Regions from separate parts of the Macaca mulatta genome. Here all the other regions are linked to region 3. The links are chromatin contacts, called in public Hi-C maps. All regions are on one chromosome and are shown on one strand. Each heading gives the region's core, a stretch centred on a gene start, on an enhancer-like site or on the middle of the called end of the contact. The rest is flanking DNA. Distances are from core to core; before and after follow the strand shown.

Region 1 (3,003 bases), core at 7-2,506, 430 kb before region 3:
GCTGAGAGTATGATACATTTTCACTTTCAAGAGATTCTGCTCTTTAGACAAGACAAAGCAAACTACCAAAAGTCAGTATTTCTTTTACTCAGAAAAAAACTCCTCTCCTCTAATCCAAACGTATTTTACCAATAAAAAACTGTACCTAAGGCCAAAACACATTTTAAAATTTATACTTTTTCCTGGACATTCCACAAACTGTAAATAATAAAGTTTTAATTAAGAGATTTGGTTAAAATAATTGTTCCATTTTGGGGCTTCATCTACATATTATAAATCTTCATTAAATTAAGAAAAAAATCATTAAAAAAGAAGTATGTTTTAAATTATTTAGAAGTATATTACATAACAAAATACATATTCAATCTCTGGGCCTAAAACAGAAGGCTACCTCTGATTAGTCACCTATGGGAAATGGAAAACCCAATTTTAAAGCAAACGAGGCATGAAAATACATCAATATACCTGTCTTTAACGCACAGCCATCCTGCTGCCAGCTGTGGAAAACAATCTGAGTCCATGCAGAATTAGAAATATCTAGTTCACTTACCTCATAACTCTACAGTATTTGTCAGGCAAATTATTACTAATAAACCAATTGAGTTCTGTAATTACTATTTTTTGTATACTTCTTTACTATACATAAATCTTACCATGTTAAAAACCATCACAAGTTTCTGTCAGTTTCCTCTATTACATAAAACCATTCTCCCAAAGTATGTTTTCTGTTTTCTTGTAAGGCAAATTACCACATTTTCTCTTCCTAACACAACAACCATTCTCTACCCTCAATTATTTGTGTAATTGATGAAATAGGTGAAGGGGAGTGGGCAAAGACAGAAAAAGAAATAGGGAGGAGGGAAGGGGGAGGGAGGAAAGGAGGGAGAAAAGGAGGGGAAAAAAAGAGGAGGGATGGAAAAAAAGAGGAGGAAGGAAAAGATAGAAAAAGGGAGTGGGAGATAGGGAGAGAAGGAAGAGGAGAGAGAGGGGGCATGGAGGGAAAGAATGAGGGAGGAAAGGACAACAGAGGAACATCCAGAGAAGAGAGGCAGAAAGAATGGAGGGAGAGGGAGAGAGAATAGTACAGAGAAATTTGGTGGGGCCAGGGAGAAAAGAGACAACCAAAAGTTTTGCATATTATCTTTTAAATTATTTATAATGGACCAGCTGCTGCATAATTTGGCATATGACAACAGGCTGGGTTGAAGAGTTGAGCCAGCTGAATCCACTTAATTGGCCTTCTTAGAAATTACACTTAGTTAAACTTGTCCTTCTGCCAGCCTTCTCATTGCAAAGTAAAATCTGCATTATATTCACTATTCTGTACTAAGTAAATGTATTTTTGCCTCCTGTGAGCTGGCCATCGCAGTCTGCTAGTGAGGGCCTGAGTGCTTTCAACAGTGAATTGAGGACTACCTTGCTGATATGGGTAATATGAAGTTATATTTGTTACCTGTTTCTGAGGAACTATATCTTTGTTAGTGAATGTACTTACTAGAACTTGTCTCAGAACCACACAATGTCCATGACTGACTAGTGGCGAACGTGCCGTAGGTGTTACATTAAGTGAGACAATGACAAACTATGAAACTTACAAACACCACAATTTCAGGGACGTCTAAATATCAGACGCCAAACCCAGGGGACACAAGTGGAAGCTTATGATCTGAATATAGCAGGCTACTCAAATCCTATTAAAATGAGATCACTATGCAGTAAGAGCCAAGGAGGTTGAAACTGGTGTCCTAAATCAAGGCAACTTATCAAAATAAGCAGGTGATGCAAACTGTGGAATGTATAAAGAGTAATTCCAATCCTGGCCACGCCACAGCCCATTAGAAGCAGGCCAGGACAGTGTGCACTCTCCAAGAAACACTTAGTCTTGATCCAGTTCTAAAGATTTCATAAAGAATGTTATGAAAGTGAAGAGAGATTATCTCTCTTCTCTCCTATTTTCTCTTGGATTTTCAAATTCAGGAAGACAATGCATTGGATGTGGGCAGTGGTTACTTGTGCTATCTCAGTGCAGAGGTAAAGGTGAATCTGGAAGATCGGGTAAAAGTGAATAGTTAATGGCTGCTTTCCAGATACAGCTACAATTCCAAGTATGAGTCCCCTTGATATTTAAATCCCCTGAGGGGATATGTAGTATGCATCCCCTGTAGGGTAATTCCATGTTTATCATGCATTCATTGGAAGCTTCATCCCCCAGAGCAAAAAGTGAGGCACAAAGATGACAGCAGGAGGATACATGGTACCCCAGAACAGTAGGAAAGAAATGTCATCCAGAGAGAAGAAAATGCACGGGAGAAGGTAGGGCTCAAATTGGGAAGTCTGGGAATTATTCTTTCACCAGCCAGACTCAGGCTACCCTGGATGCAGCAAGACAGGGAACTGTGTGAATTAGGAAGGTGGTTGAGAGTGTCTCGTCTGACCTGCTCACTAAGACTAATTATGCATAGGATGCCAAGGCCCCCCATCTGCTGGAGTCTATGTTTCTGGCTTTTTTTTTTTTTTTTTTTTTTTTTTAATCTTTTGAGACAATGTCACGTACTGTTGCCCGGGCTGGAGTGCAGCGGCACGATCTTGGCTCACTGCAACCTCTGCCTCCCAGGTTCAAGTGATTCTCCTGTCTCAGCCTCCTGAGTAGCTGGGAATACAGGTGCCCAACACCATGCCCAGCTAATTTTCTGAATTTTTAGTGGAGACAGTGTTTCACTATGTTGGCCAGGCTGGTCTCGAACTCCTGACCTCATGATCCACCCACCTTGGCCTCCCAAAGTGTTTTTTATTTTTAAGAAACAGGGTCTTATTGCTCTGTCACGTCGTCTGGAGTACAGTGGGACAATGAGAGCTCACTGCCACATGGAACTCCTGGGTTCAGGCAATCCTCTCCGCTCAGCTTCCTGAGTAGCTGGAACTCCAGGTGAGCACCACAGTGCCTGGCTAATTTTTTAAAATTATTTTTTGTAGAGACAGGGTCTCACTTTGTTGCCCAGGTGG
Region 2 (3,393 bases), core at 586-3,085, 260 kb before region 3:
GTCATAAATACTAAATTATGTTTAAAAGAAGGCTTTAAAAGCAATCATCTATCCAGAAATTCCAACTTTTTTTTTCCAGTGAAGTAGTCACCACTCAACAAGTATTTCCTTGTCTTTTTTCTTCCTCTGCATCACTGCAAGATTTTTATTCTTTTTATTTTGGTTTTGATAAGGAAAGAAAGATCCTTTGATGCCTCAGAGAAAGAATAGTTATTATTCCAAATGAGTTGTTTTTAATAAGTGTATATTTAAGCATGAAACAAGTCTAATACCAAACTAGGAAGACGACATTTTTCTGCCCCATTTGATTACAATTGCTAAATGGTAGACAATACTTGTAGACCTATTATCTTATTAACTTGTAATTTACTTGGAAAAGTGCTTTCTCTTAAAACTGCTAGCCAAATTAATAGCAATGGAAATTGTAGCTATGATTACACGACATTTTGGACAGGTTTTCTTTGGTGGCAGAGTTAGATATATTTATGCAGCTGCTGTTGGTTTCAGTTCCTACAGACTCCTCTCTTTCACTTTTTTCTATGAGGAGCCATATGAAGATGTTGACTTTCCACAATTTCCATCAAAAATGTTATTTTGCAAACACAAAACTACGTTTTGAAAATGTTTCTTTACTTTTAAACCAATGCCTGATTGGAGAAGCCATCCTTCTCAGCACCCAAAGATGACGAGTGTTAATTTTAAATTTTTGTTTAAATTTGTGTCTCCTATTTATTTCAAGAGTAAACCCTGAACACGTTTGAGGTTGTGTTGTTTTTTCTTAACAAATAACCAGATAATCATAGTGTGACTATTTCCTCTAGTCAGTCTAAGTTCAATGCTGACCAAGGTTGATGTGAATGTCAAGATTAATTTTTCTCTCTTGGCTGTTACCGAAGTCATAATCATCTCGAAAAGGCTATTAATTATATCAGTTTACCTACAAGCATAAAGTACCTTTTCCAAGAATATCCCAGGAATTATTTTTAAAAGGAGAAAAGAAAGTACCCTTAACCTCATCTTGCAAATGGAGACTTAAATGTTAGGCTCAAGGCAAAATTCTACCAAGTAAATTTTAGAGTCAAGACGGGTTAGTAAGAACACTAATGCTTGTCTTTAACCCCAACCTGAAAAGATTTTTTTTTAATTACACAAAAAGTCCTCTTCCCCAGTCTTCCTTAAGAACAAACTAATAGAGTGAGAGCAAGGCTAGTTGAAAGACCTTTCTCATCTGTATATTTCAAAGCTGATATGCATTGCAAAGAGAAAAGCATGCAAAGATGCTCTCCTTACCGGAGGTGAAAGCATTGTGCCAGCTCTGTCACTACTGTAACCATCTTCCGCAGGTGGAGAGCAGGGAACGCCAGGGTCCCAACAAGTGATGAAAAGCGATAATTAGAGCTCCTGCAAGAATCTTCCCTAAGCACTTTCTTCCGTGACACACCTACTTTGTGGCATCTACGCGCTCTTCACGGCTAACCACAATCCTGTCATTGCGGCTCATTCATCCAGCAGCTGCTGGAAGGACCGGGCTGAAGCGTGGGCGCGAGGACGGGGACACCCGTGCGAGCGCTGAGCCGGCAGAGCGGCTGCAGCCCGCGGACTCCCCGGGCCCCCGCCGCTGCGCCGCTGCAGCTGACCGTGCGAAAGCCGCATGTTATTGGGTAGAAATCAGCTTTCCAGGAACAGGCATCAGCTGTGCACGAGCCCGGCAGCGTCTCCAGACAAGTGCTAGCCGGTGTTGGTGCAAACCAAAGCTTGCTATGTGCTCAGAAAGCGGCCCCAGCTACTGAGCATGCTCGGCTTCTACCCAGCTGCTGTTATCAGAGCGCCTCAACTGTTGACTTCTGCTGATTTGAGAAAGGGAGAATGAAGGAGTGGGCACGAGGGTGCGATTCGGTGAAGGTAATACCTTAAATCTGGAAATGATCTCTTCCGTATCCCCGTGCCCCTTCCCCATCGCAAAAATAAAATTTAAAAAACAGAGTAAGGGTACACTGCTCTGCAGTTAGGAAACATTTTTATGGATAGGATGATAGAGATGTTTGAAACCTACCAGTAGCTTTTAGTTTTTCGCTTTCTCCCTGGCCAAACCTCCGGGATCAAGCTTGTGGTGTAAACTGCGAAAGGGTTTAATCCTAACAAATCACTGTTCCTCGAGGATTAAGTATAGAATTGCCTTGTATTTGAATATCTAGGCAATGTGCCACAAATTAATTATCTCTCTACAGTCATAATCTGCCTCCTACTAGACAACAACTTTCTTAAATATTTTATAAAGTAATTGTGCCAGTTTTGAAATTTAAGTGTTAACTTATATTATAATACACATCTTGAAATTTAAGTCTTCCAGATGGTAAGCTCGATGCTAGCAAAGAATGCCTGACTGATTCACGACTGTAAACACAAATCTTTTCTTGCGGCCTTGGTGGATGGCCAGTACTCCATAAATGTTCCTGTGATGATTAATTGGTGAACGATGGGTTAGATCATCTGTTAGTGGTGCTTACAGGAAAGCTGAAGTTCTCGAATTTGGTATGGACCCCTATGCTAACTCGACCTTCTCAGATATTTTGGGCTTGTCAATTATTTGAAGATAGAAATACACTATACATTAGGTGTGCAATGTGTAAGAAAATGGCTTTTAAGTACTATTTACATTTTATTATTTTTATTATGCCTCCTTTTCTTCTCTTTTTTCAGCCCCCTAAGATGCCACTCTCCAAGTTGAGCCTAATTCAGAGCATGCTGTCTCAGCTACTACTGAAACCAATAACATCAACTCTCCATTGTTTGCAGATAACAAAATTATTTCATTTTGAGAAACTTTTAGCCAGTCATCTCTGCCAAGTACATGGAGGGTGAATCTGAGAGGCTTTCACAGCTGAAAGGGAGCCTGAAAGCTGGGCCTGTGAGAGCCCACACAGGACACAGGTGAGATGGAAGTCAGGTGAATTCCTACCAGGTGTTTCTCTGGCCTGGCCCATGAGTCCAGTTCCTTGGGGCTGGAAAGTCCTCTCTTTCTCCCCTTTTTCTCTGCCCCATCCTCTGACTCTTTTGTTTGTTTTTTTTTTTTTTCTTGAGACACAGCCTTGCTCTGTTGCCCAGGCTGGAGTGCAATGGCACAAACACAGCTGAGACAAGTGCTAGCTGGTGCAGTGTCAACCTCCCGGCTCAAGCAATCTTCCCACCTCAGCCTCCCAAGTAACTGGGACTACAGGCACACACCACTACTGTGGGCTGATTTTTTTATTTTTTACTTTTTGTAAAGACGGAGTCTCACCATATTGCCCAGGCTGGTCTCAAACTCTGGGGCTCAAGCGATCCTCTCTCCTTGACCTCCCAAAGCACTGGGATTACAGGTGTGAACCACTTACACCTAGCCCTCTTTCTGTC
Region 3 (3,018 bases), core at 260-2,759:
GAACAGCTCTGAAAAGGGTTGAATGTGGTGGTGGGTGAAATCAATAGTGAACTGGTGGTTTGAGATCATCTATAGCTCTCACTACCCAGTCTTCTCTACTTCACACCCCTCAATCAACGGCTGTTCAACATATGAAGCATTTTATAAGTTCATTCCAGCTTCACAGGATTTGTCCCTTTGTTCTGGAGTACCTGTTAAGGCATATGTCCTGATTTTTGGTTTGGAGAATTTGGTCAGCACACCAACATTAGATATATCGGGTGGTCTGCTTCTATAGGGTAATTTCATGGTCCTAAGGAAAGAATTTAAGAGTTTATTTTCTGAAACTGGTTCAAGAAACATTCCTTAAGTGAAAAATTTCAATCAAGAATAATATTCCCTACATTTTGGAGAAGGATTTTTAATATAGAACTTCCATCTGTGATATATTTAAATTCTAGGCCTCAGGCAGCAGTTTCAGAAAAGGGCCTCCTTTACCCTTTATTAGATGCAAAATAAATAGTCTACTCTGCGGATGGGGACTTCCCCTTACCTCCCCACCCCTGCGAAATCTAAGACATGCTTCCCTCATTCCTAAAATCACACATGCTACTTTTTTTTTTTTCACACAGAAACTCTACTATTGACATCAAAATATTTATTAAAACTTTAATTACTCGAATTATTTTGTAAGTACTCCTATTCAGTAGAAAAGAAGACCGGTGAAGCTGTCCAAATGGCGGCCTGCAGTCAATGCGCGGAAAGCTGTCAATACCGAAATGTAATACTCTCTTGATCTAGTTTTGACGCTTTAACAAAGACAGGTTTTGCCATTTAGGACCGCTCAGCCATCTTGACTGAATACGTTAAGAGGGTAGTCCTGGACCTGCTTATTGCCAAGGGACTTTCACAGTGATTTCTAAGTTACTGTAGGAATCTCAGCCTATCACTCGACAGAGGCCTAACATGTTGGAGCTGTCAATAAAGATCCGCACTTTGGAAGCGGAAAGAAGGCACAAGTTTTATATGCACACTTTCTTTATTATGCATTCTTCCAGCCATCAAAGAGGGGAAGATTGTACTCTCCCAAAGCTTACAACTTTGTTACTTTTCATGACCTGTAGCATGTATTTAGCCTTTGGGTAATGTTTGTGCAAGACTAAGGCCCACTCTTTAATGGCTGAATGCATACATTTCGCAGCACATGGTGGATTCGCTGCTCTGAGAATTGCCTTTAAAAAAAGTAAAGTGAAAAATAGACAAAGAAATCTGGAACCTTAGCAGTGTTTCCTATTTGTTTGGACTGTTCTTGAACCAGCTCTCAGGCGGTGACCGGGCTATTGAAAAGATGCACCTGAAACAGGATCTGCGGGCAGCTGCATTTGCCACCCGGCTTTATTGCTGCTTTCCAGCGGCGAAGGCGCAGCAGCAGTAACAGGGAAGCCAGAGCGAGCCTCCCCGGCAGCGGCGGCGGCGGCGGCGGCACCGGCACCAGCGCAGTTTCCCCTCTCCCCAGCCCTGACTCTACGCGCACATGCGCACTGCGCCCGCAGCCCTGGACCATTTGTCAGGACTACTCGTGAGACGGAGAAAAAAAAAAGAGAAAATTTGGGGGTAAGAAGCGGTTGATCGGATCTAATCTCTAATTAATCTGAAGATTTGTCCCTGCAAAAGCCATTCATTTATTTTTCTGGGTGAGGATGAAAGTTAAGAGCCCTATAGAGGGAAGGAAGCGCACCCTCGTCTTGTGAAACAGATCAGGGGAGGGGAGGGACAGAAGGGGTTTCTCCCCCACTTCTCTGCGCCTCTGGGAAAGAGGAGAAAACTTAATCCCGGGGAAAAAAGTGGGCAAGTGACTCGGAAACGGCTGGAGAGGGAGTCTCTGGGCATCTCACTCTGAAGTAGTGAGTGCGAGTGTGAAAGAGGAACAAAAGAGAGAGAAAAGAGAAAGGAAAAAATGGGGGGAGGAGAGACTTGTATTTTTTTCTTTGCGCGCACACGGGGAAGGGTGTGGGGGGCCGTGCGGAAGGGAGCCGGGGCGAGGCGGCCGCGTCGGGCTCAGGCTGGCGCGCAGGCGGCGGGATGCGTGTGGCCCCCTCCCCCGCGCCCCCCGAGCTTGTCACTTTGGTCGCTTTCGTGACACCGGGCGCGGGGTGGGGGAGCGCGGCGGCGCCGGGCTCCGCCGGGGTGCGTGTCCGGGTGGGCGCCGCGGAGCCGCAGCCCGGGCGGCGAGCGCGGCCGCCGAGGCGGGGGGCGCCGGCGGGGGGCGCGGGGGCGGCCGGGGACGCGGATCGGTGCGGCGGGAGGCGCGAGCCCCGCGCGCCGCCCCTGCGGCCCCCTCCGCCCGTGTGGCCTTTGTGCCGGGCGCGCACCGGAGAGCGAGCGAGCGGGCGGGCGAGCGCGAGAAGTACAAGTACGGGAGACCGAGGCAGTGGGAAAAGAGGCCGGGCCACTTTCTCCCCTCTCGGGCTGCGGAGAATGGACTGGTTGAATGTGCAGGCGCGTCTCCCCGGCGTGTGCTGTGTGTGTGCGCGGCGGAAAGGCCTGCCCGACTCCCACCGCGCACACGCACACTCACACGCACGCACACACACGGACCCGCGGCGGGGCTCGGCGGCCGAGAGTTTGCGTGGCTTCCTCGCCGCCTCCCTCTTCCCGACCGAGTGTGTGAGAATTTCATATAGATCAGCTCCAATTTCCGCCATTTTGGGAAAGTTGCACAAAAATAAACCCTCCGGTTTATTTCTGCCCGAGGCAGGAAAGTGCTTTGGGAAGCGAGGCGGCGCGGGCCCGCGGCGGCCGTCCGCGCGGGAGAGGGCGCGGGCCGCGGGCCGGGCCGGGAGCCCGCGCCGTCGCGGCGTTCGCCCCGCGCCGTGCCGCGCCGCGCCGGCCCGGGTGCGGGCGCGGGCGCGGGCGTGTGTCGGGAGGCGGCGGCGGCGGCGGTCGCGGCGGCGGCGGCCGCGCCGGGGCGGCGGGCTGGGGGGGGAGGGTGGGGGCGGCGCGGGGCTGCTTTTCCTGCAACTTGTTTACGCCTGCCTT

What was found. Hi-C and Micro-C count contacts between places; a contact is called where the count stands out from the background.
Region 1: a Hi-C map of fetal cortex germinal zone shows a contact between it and region 3, with 7 times the contacts expected there. The contact joins the enhancer-like site here to the promoter of L3MBTL3 in region 3. A contact is called at or near these places in 4 of 14 Hi-C or Micro-C datasets (cortical neurons, fetal cortex germinal zone, fetal cortical plate and 1 more).
Region 2: a contact with region 3 is called in a Hi-C map of fetal cortex germinal zone, with 2.9 times the contacts expected there. The contact joins the promoter of ARHGAP18 here to the promoter of L3MBTL3 in region 3. A contact is called at or near these places in 4 of 14 Hi-C or Micro-C datasets (CD4 T cells, fetal cortex germinal zone, fetal cortical plate and 1 more).

Annotation. Positions count from the first base shown.
Region 1 is chr4:34,634,630-34,637,632 of T2T-MMU8v2.0, forward strand. All of the region lies in intron 8 of ARHGAP18 (Rho GTPase activating protein 18), which reads right to left. Among named protein-coding and RNA genes, the nearest start is that of ARHGAP18, 160 kb to the right of the region's middle. Within about 2 kb of position 1,257, at least 5 of the 40 cell types and tissues checked have an H3K27ac peak or open chromatin away from gene starts, as enhancers often do. A contact at or near this core is called in fetal cortex germinal zone and fetal cortical plate, where this site is marked.
Region 2 is chr4:34,796,729-34,800,121 of T2T-MMU8v2.0, forward strand. ARHGAP18 (Rho GTPase activating protein 18) reads right to left here and starts at 1,836. Exons shown (of 15, transcript XM_015137472.3): 1 at 1,291-1,836. The coding sequence starts at 1,334.
Region 3 is chr4:35,060,447-35,063,464 of T2T-MMU8v2.0, forward strand. L3MBTL3 (L3MBTL histone methyl-lysine binding protein 3) reads left to right here and starts at 1,510. Exons shown (of 22, transcript XM_015137470.3): 1 at 1,510-1,593.